Regions from separate parts of the Mus musculus genome. Here regions 2 and 3 are each linked to region 1. Evidence: chromatin contacts called from public HiChIP or PLAC-seq data. All regions are on one chromosome and are shown on one strand. The core of a region is the stretch at or near the end of the contact, and the rest is flanking DNA. Distances in the headings are between cores, read along the strand shown.

Region 1 (2,700 bases), core at 104-2,603:
AGGAATCAAATCTGGGTCCTTTGCTAGAGCAGTAAATGATCCTAATTGCCAAGCCATTTGTTTTTAACCTAACTGAACTCAGTTTATCCAACTTAAACAGGGTGCTTATTTTCTGATCGCTGTAAAACAAAATGGCTCTGCTCTGAGTTCGTTTGAGACTATAAGAACATCAACACCCGGGGGGGAGGGGGGGGCGCTGGGGAGATGGCTCAGCGGTTAAGAGCACTGACTGCTCTTCCAAAGGCCGAGTTCAAATCCCAGAAACCACAAGGTACAAGGTGGCTCACAACCATCAGTAATGAGATCTGATGCCCTCTTCTGATGTGTCTACAGTGTACGTACATATTATAATAATAAATACATCTTAAAAAAAAAAAAGAACAACACTCTATCTGCATGAAGGTCACAGAAAACACAAAACTTGATTAAAGAGCAGTATCACGAGTTGCGGGACTTGTCATTCTGCGAGCGCCCCACAGCAGTTTCAGCTTGTCATTGTTTCCTGTAACTTTACACATCCATATTTAATATAATTATCTGCTAAGATAATTTTTATAGATTTTGCTGTTTACCTTTAAAAACTATGTTGACCGAGGGTTGGACGGCTCAGCAGTTCAGAACACTTGGTTCTCTTGCAGCATCTCCAAATTTGGTTCCCAACACCCACGTGTCGTGTAACTTCAGTTCCAGGGGATCCTGAAGCCACCTTCTGACTGTTGTGGGCACCAGACACTCACAGGGTGCAGATACATACATGCAGGGAAAACTCCAATACACGTAGAAAAATGTACATTTATTTAGAGAGTGTGTGTGTAATGTGTGTACGTGTGTGCGCAACAGTGTGCTTGTGGAGGCCAGAGAACAACTTGCTGGAGCCGGTTCTTGCTTGCCATCACGTGTGTCCCAGGGATCGAACTCAGATTGGCGGCAGATGTCTGCCTGCTGAGCTATGTCGCCGGCTCCTACTTTGCTCTTAACCTGCCTCATCGAAGATCAGTTCCCCGCCAACTACCTCAGTAGATGCGGAAGGGGCAGACGAAGGAAAGTAACCATTAGCCAGGGTCTGCCTGACTCTGGGCCGGATCGCGTGCTGTCCAACAGCAGCGCTGGCGACAGCTGAAGAGCGAACGCTGGATTGTTCAGGTCCCCTTCCGTGCCGAGGCTCCGCCTCCTTGGCGCATGCGCTGTCAGGTGGCCGCACGGGGTGACGGGAGTCCCGCCCAGGACCCGCCCCCTGGCTAGTCCACTGCGGCCATGTGAGGGAAATAGTCTCTCTGTGTCCTCGGTTCTCGGTCGTGAAAACTCGGCCGGGACAAGGCTGCCATGTGCCGTACGAACTATTGTAGACCATCAGCACTGATGCCCGAAGCGGTGGTGTAAGGAGCGCTGTGCGGCGCGCAAGGCGGGAGGGTCCCACATACTCCCCTGCCGAGCTGGTGTGGTGGTACGTGCCTCAGGGCGCGCACGGCTCCCGCGCTCCGGGCCTCGGACGGGCGGGGGCGCGGGTCCGAGTGCAGCTGCGGCTGCGGGCCGGGCTGTGCCGCCGGGCAGTAGGCAGAGCTACGACGCTGGGCGCGGCGGGCCGGGTGACGCGGGGCCGGGCGCCGCCGCGCCGCCGCGATCATGTCGGAGCCGGCGCCCGAAGTTCCAGAGGAGCTATTCCGCGAGGTCAAGTACTACGCGGTGGGCGACATCGACCCGCAGGTACCGCCCGCGCGGGGCCCCTCTGCCGGGCCATTCCCCCCGCACGCCCCCGCCTCGTCGCGCGCGCGCCCTGCAGGACCCCAGGCCGGAGCCGCGGGGCACGCCGGGCAGCGAAGGGCCGCGGGAAGGGCCTCGCGAGCACCGACCTAGCGCAGCGGCCGGCCGAGCATCTTGCCGGGGCCCTGCTGAGCGTGTCCCTTGCCAAGGGGCCTGTCCTCCCGGCCCCTGATTTTTCCCTTAGGGTGGATTGTACGGTAGGTATGGAAGGTACCCTTGCTTACACGGTCACCGTGATTCGTGCGTGTGATCGTGGGTCTGAATCCATCCACAGGACAGTGGCTGTGATCGTGGTATCTTCAGGACAGTGCCCCAAACATTTCTTTTCTAAACTATGCTTACAGTTGTGTCGCCTTCGGTGTCTGGTAATGTAAGCTAAACGGGTCCTAAGGAAGGAATTGTCCAAGAGCCACTGAGCTTGGCTTTCCAGAGACTCATACTTGTATCCTAGTAACCAAAGTCCGTTGGGTCTTCGGTTGTGTGATCAGTGATTGTAGCTGACTTTTTCTAGTACCGATCACCCCACTACTACCACCACATTTCTTCTTTTACCCTTTCTTGTTCTTCGTTTTAGGACTTTTGCTCTTATAAGGGCCTTGGACTAAATGTCACTTAAAACCAAGAACACATTGAGCTGCGCTGTTTGCCCAACTATGTGTGAAATCTGAGTGCTTTAAAAAAATCCCCCTTGTAAGCCCTTGTATTCTGAAATAGTGCCTTCTTTAAAAGGTTTAGAGCCAGGGCACCCATTCTTTAAGTTTTGTAATACAGATTGAGGAAGCTCACAGGTGGTGAGCACCCCAGTACAGTCTGGGCATCGGGCCTGGTACACGGAGTGCCGTAGAAGAGTGCCCTTGAATACTGAGTCCTACAAATACAACAGGTGGAGGTGCTGGAGGTGTTGAGTGTTAAACGGATATTGAGTCCAAGAAGTTGTTT
Region 2 (2,735 bases), core at 9-2,508, 210 kb before region 1:
GGACTACACAGAAAAACCTCATCTCAAAAAATGAACAGTTCAGTCATCTTAAACTACATAGCTCAGGGCCTTCCTGGACTATATAATACTATCTAAAATATATATATATAAAATATAGCAGGGAAATAGGCAAATTCTTTTCTCTCCTCTATACTAGAATTGGAACCCAGGGCCTAGTAAATACATGCCAAGTGTTCTACTGTTGAATTTTTAAAAAGAAAAAGAAAAAATGCCTTACATCTTGATCTCATGGAGGCTTTTCCTCAACTGATGACTCTAGCTTGTGCCAAGTTGACACAAACCAGCCAATATGGATCACATATAGACCACAATAATGGAGCTGAAAATTGCCCATCTTGTAGTGGCAGCTATCATGTCCTAGTCCAGTGCATGCCTAGGGTGTCTGGGATGCTGTGGGATACATCCTATTGTGCTACTAATCATATACCATCCAGTCCACATTATAGAACGGAGCCCTGTGCTCAGCAGTGACACTGGGTGACAGAGAGGGACTACTGTCTTTACTGAAGACACTATTGTTTTGTTGTTATTTTACAGGGTGCTTCTTCTCTTTATAATGAAAATACATAAAATTACATATATATGTCTGTGTAATATATAATAAAATAGTGCACGAGGTCACCAAAGCAGCCTCATACATCTCATGTTTACCATACTCCAGGATGTATCAAGAGACTGTGGAGTGAATGTACTGTTCCACCTAGCTTTGTGTAAGTGTACGTTTGGATGGTCACCCAAGAACTCATTTCTCAGAGTGTGTCCCTATTATAAAATGCTGTGTGTGTGTGTATTATAAAATGCTCTCTCTCTCTCTCTCTCTCTCTCTCTCTCTCTCTCTCTCTCTCTCTGTGTGTGTGTGTGTATTATAAAATGCTGTGTGTGTGGCCATATAGAGTCAGTTTGTTATTTACTCCATTGAACTAGAAAGCTGTCTCCTCCAATTTCTGCCATTAGTAAGCTTAGGCAGCACCTACACACACTCTATGCTTCTCACATTCAACTAGAGGCCAGTTAGTGTCACTGATAGGTGATAGGACCTTCAGAACCACCCAGGAACTATGAGGTCAAAGAGCAAAGGCAGTCCCAATGATCTCTACTCTGTGAGGGGTCTGTGACCTGCTGCTTTTCGCTGACCTCCATGCTGGGGCTATGTGGGTAATGATAGCTAGTGAGAAAGCCATTCAGTGGACCACAGACGTAAACACCAGGTTATATCAACTCGAGAGGTAAATATTGACGATATCTCAACACCGAGTTACTGTTTACTTGGTGGGACAATGGAGGTGAGCCTGAGTACGTGCTCCCACACATGCCCAAGTTTTCGGTGTCTCCACCGAGTGTGTCTGGCCATTTCAGCAAGGCACTGACCTCAATGTAGGCTAGTTGGAGGTTTCTAGAAGACATCCAGATTGGAGGACTAACAAAGAGTTCCCCCATTAATCAGAGAGGCCAGCTACATCAGATTGGCCCATGAGCTTGTCAGTAGGAGATTATCTGGGTTTCCTTAACCAATGTGGGAGGACCTAGGACCTAGCCTAAACTTGGAAGTACCATTCCCTGGGTTTGGGCCTTGGACTGTGTAAAGAGGAAAGGCTCTCCTACAAGAGAGCAGCAGCATGTGTGCAGTCATGCCCTCTGCTACTAACCACAGGTGACCAGCTGCTTCAAGTTCCTCCTCCCTTGACTTTCCCTCCCTCATAGACTATAACCTGGAAATTCGAGCAGTGAGCAAACCCCCTTCTCCCTCTTTTGATCAGGGTATTTTATCACAGCAAAAGACGCGCACTCTACTCCGACCCCCTGCCTGTCACCCCAGGCCCACAGGGCAGAGAAGTGAAACAGAGGCAGCTTTATTCCCTTGCCCCAGGGCCTCGGTGGATCAGATGAGCTGCCATATGTGAACTCGGCAATTCACAGACAACACTTCCAGAATCCAGTGAGACTGATGTCCTCTGGGACTGTACACAGTGGCTCAGAAGGAGAGAAACAGGTGCCTTTCAACAGCTGTTTCAGGGTTGGTCCTATTTGTTTTTCCAGGAAGAAAGCAGGTTATCCTTGTGGTGGTTTGAATGTTTGGTGCCCAGTTGTTGGTGTTTGGAGGAGGTTTAGATGCTGTGGCCTTGCTGGAGGAAGTGTGTCACTGAACTCAGGCTCCTTTAGGTAAGGGCAGCGAGCTCATTGCTCCACCAAGTTATCTCTGCGTGGACTCCGTTAGTGCATTAGAGGGGCCTTGTCTGAGGGGAAGAGATGTTTGTTTGGATCTCCCTAAGAAATGTAGTGCCCCGTCTCAGCTGCCATGCTGGTCCTGATGCTGCTGTGTTGGTTTCTCTCAATCCTTAATAGTAAAGGAAACTGCATCGATTCCGAAGGTAACAGTGAGCTTTAGGTCCGGAGAGAATGATGGGGGAGGGGTACACACTTGGTTCCTCAGCCTCCACCTGGTAACTTTGAGTTCACTTCTACACTGTCAAGTTTTCCTCCCTCCCTCCCTCCCTCCCTCCCTCCCTCCCTCCCTCCCTCCTTCCTTCCTTCCTTCCTTCTTTCCCTCCTTCCTTTCGTCTCATGCAGTTTTCAAAGCCTTTCTTTTTTTTTTTTATGGACATACATCATCGAAGCATCTGTTTTCACTTTCTTCTCTGGAAATTAATACAGCTCTTATATTAAAGGTGTTGATGCAAAGTGCAGCCCTTGTTTGTTTGTTCTGGAGCAAAATA
Region 3 (2,875 bases), core at 296-2,795, 250 kb before region 1:
AATTTCTGCTATGTAATATGAGACATCCATGTACCATATAGCAACAGGATGGTTGACAGAGAGAAGCACACATGATGTTGGCCCTGTAAGATCATATCTCCTAGTGACACTGGACCTGTCTTAGCTTATGTAAATAATTCAGAGCTACGGTTTAGAACAAGGTGGTCCTGAGCAGAGCAGGCAGCTGATATGTTCAGTTGTTCAAGTCAAGGAATGGAGTATAGATTCCAGGGGACCTCTGTGTCTAGCATTCTCAAAGTTTCCAATGTCAGCAGTAGTCTGGCACATAGCTGAATACATCCCACAGGTGTTTTTTTCTCTGGGCTCATCATCCTGTTCCACTTCCTGACACAGGCTGGCTGGCCAAAAATAGCTGAGGTTTGCAGTCACAGAAAGAGGTGGATCTGGGCTGATGGGGTGGCACCACTGTGGCCTGAAACATCCCGCCTCTTGGCCTGGGGCCAGCTGGAGAAACCAGGCAAGGAGCTTAGCCAGCGGGCTCTCATCAGCTTTGTTTGGAATTTTCAGGTTTGTCCAATGGTAGCCTGGGAGTGGTAGGTACACCCAGAGCTCCTCCTCCCATAGAGCCATGGAGAATAGTCCTCTCTGCATTCCTCAAATAGCTGTTTTGATGCTGGTGAGGTTTGGGGGAACTGATGTCTCCTGCATGTAAGTGTGTTTGTTCTCTTTGCTCCGCAGGTGGCATTTTTTTGTTCAGCAGTTGTACCATTATTTGCCTGTGCTCATGGATCATGACATATTAATGATGCAAATTAGGATATTATTAATGAAGAAAAAAATGAATTCTGACCCTGTGGCAGGCTTCACTGTCACAGCTCTGTTATGCCCTCTCGTCACGATGTGCCAATTGCAGCAGATTCTTCCAGCTGCTGCAATTGGCACATTGACATGCGGGGGAAAGGGGAGAGACTACAACAGCACAGCCGTTTCCCTCTTCAGGCACTTGTGTTGCAAGCACACGTTTTCTTGAGAGCTTGTGTTTTCAGGCAGGATTGTGATTGTGAAAGCTGACCTCCTTCCCACACTGTAACAGTAAGCAGCATTTGGGAACCAGCTCTGTCCTTCCAGGCCCTCTAGGAAAGCCCACTGGATATGGAATCTACTTCTGTTACCACCACAGACCAGTGTGGCAATGTGGGGGAGCTCCTGTGACTTGGATGACTTTTGATTCCCAGTTCCAGTTTTCTAAATGCTTCTTGCAGGTGGCATGTGAGACCCTCTTCTCACATCTGCCACTAATCTTGCCACCTACCCCTTAATTAAACATAGCTCCACGCCACTTCCCCTCCCTGCCCTCTGGCTGACCCTGACTCCTCCCAGCACCCCATGCAGCTCAGAGATCTGGTTTCGGACCTCTCTGCTTTCCTTCTCGTGAGCCAAGTTCAGAAACAGGATGTTTTTGAGAACTTGGCTGTGTCTCCCAAGTGCAAAGTGGCAACACCCCTTGGAAAGACTACCATTCAGGAAAAGTGGCTGAGTCACCCCATATACTGTCACAAGACTGGGCTGAACCAAGAGAAGTGGCAGCTGGACTGTCTCAGCACTGATGACAAATGCCAGGACCATGTTGGGATAAGGGAATCTGGAGGGTGTCTGACCACTGAGAGATCTATTGGGACAAAGGTCTGCTGACCTGTTGTCACCTGCAGAGCAGAGTATAATGTCTATTCTCCATTGTCTGAACTAGCTCTGGGAACAGCAGCTAACTTCTGCACCACACAGAGGCCAGAGTAAGAAAGAACAAGCCTTGATGTTTCAGGTCTGCTTTGCTGAATCTGCACTTCCTAGAGACACTGCCTGTTTCACTGACAAGTCCCAAGACTTCCATTGCTGCCCTTGCTTCCTTAAGATGCCTAGCATCTGGGCTCCAGCTCATGACCTCACTCTGTAGAAACTCTGGAGAGTCTTCTTTTTCTATAAGTGTCTCCAACCTATGTCCCCACCCACTTCCCTTTCCACACCTCCTCCTCCTCCTGTGCTACCTGCTTAGTAGTAGATGTTGGGAGAGGTGGCGTCAGGCATAATTGATCTGACCCAAACTGGAAAAGTCAATGATGGTTGGGAAATTCATCATGAGAGATGCCTGGTTCTATAGACAGGGTGGCATCAGCACTGTAAATAGTGTCTCAGTTGTGACTGTGAGAGAGATGGACCCAGTTTCAAAGGATTAGCTCTTTGAGCCCTTTAGGCCTCTCTATCTGTAGTTATGGCTGATGACCTTAGTGGACATTTCTCTTCTCTTCTCTTCTCTTCTCTTCTCTTCTCTTCTCTTCTCTTCTCTTCTCTTCTCTTCTCTTCTCTTCTCTTCTCTTCTCTTCTCTTCTCTTCTCTTCTCTTCTCTTCTCTTCTCTTCTCTTCTCTTCTCTTCTCTCTCTCTCTCTCTCTCTTTCTTTCTTTCTTTCTTTCTTTCTTTCTTTCTTTCATCTTTCCCTTGTAGGTTTGCTTTGTCTTCTTATATCAGCCTGTAATAGCCTGTCTCCTATTAAGGCCACCTTTCCAGGTACTAAAGGTTAATTCTGTGACATGTGAGCTTCAGGAGTACATAGTTCACCTCTTAACAGGAACAAAGGTCATAAATGGGCATGAACCTGGGACCCTGATAGTGGCCACTGTCCCTGCTCATGATGGGCACTATCAGTGGAGGGTGAATCTGGAGCTCTGCTTGGGGAAGTTCTCAGGGCTGTGGGGACTCTGGTCCCTGTCATCCTCTCTGTATTTATGGCGAGTTAAAAGGAGTGGTGTTCCACTCAGCCTTCTCTTCCAGGAGAGCTTGAGTGACCAGGAGGCCCTGACAGACCCATTGAGCCATTAGACAAGCTGAAGTGACCCTATCCAACAGCTTTATTTATACAAC

What was found. HiChIP or PLAC-seq counts read pairs in DNA pulled down with a chosen protein or histone mark.
Region 2: a contact with region 1 is called in an H3K27ac HiChIP or PLAC-seq map of extraembryonic endoderm stem cells, with 4 times the contacts expected there. The contact joins the enhancer-like site here to the promoter of Paxip1 in region 1. A contact is called at or near these places in 2 of 39 promoter capture datasets (the 3T3-L1 cell line and the C10 cell line), 1 of 484 Hi-C or Micro-C datasets (nephron progenitors), 7 of 115 datasets of contacts at active chromatin or transcription factors (the 230-238 cell line, bone marrow-derived macrophages, embryonic limb bud and 3 more) and 2 of 9 other capture datasets (adipose tissue and liver).
Region 3: a contact with region 1 is called in a FOXA1 HiChIP or PLAC-seq map of pancreatic cancer cells. The contact joins the enhancer-like site here to the promoter of Paxip1 in region 1. A contact is called at or near these places in 1 of 39 promoter capture datasets (cranial neural crest), 1 of 484 Hi-C or Micro-C datasets (liver) and 6 of 115 datasets of contacts at active chromatin or transcription factors (bone marrow-derived macrophages, embryonic stem cells, extraembryonic endoderm stem cells and 2 more).

What each region holds. Positions count from the first base shown.
Region 1 is chr5:27,790,203-27,792,902 of GRCm38.p6, reverse strand. Paxip1 (PAX interacting (with transcription-activation domain) protein 1) reads left to right here and starts at 1,353. Exons shown (of 21, transcript NM_018878.3): 1 at 1,353-1,704. The coding sequence starts at 1,624.
Region 2 is chr5:27,996,439-27,999,173 of GRCm38.p6, reverse strand. No RefSeq gene overlaps it. Among named protein-coding and RNA genes, the nearest start is that of Gm17695, 46 kb to the right of the region's middle. Within about 2 kb of position 1,258, at least 11 of the 459 cell types and tissues checked have an H3K27ac peak or open chromatin away from gene starts, as enhancers often do. A contact at or near this core is called in extraembryonic endoderm stem cells and liver, where this site is marked.
Region 3 is chr5:28,035,926-28,038,800 of GRCm38.p6, reverse strand. The region is part of intron 1 of Gm35223 (a long non-coding RNA gene); the gene reads left to right. Among named protein-coding and RNA genes, the nearest start is that of Gm26608, 19 kb to the left of the region's middle. Within about 2 kb of position 1,545, at least 166 of the 459 cell types and tissues checked have an H3K27ac peak or open chromatin away from gene starts, as enhancers often do. A contact at or near this core is called in bone marrow-derived macrophages, extraembryonic endoderm stem cells, hepatocytes and 2 more, where this site is marked.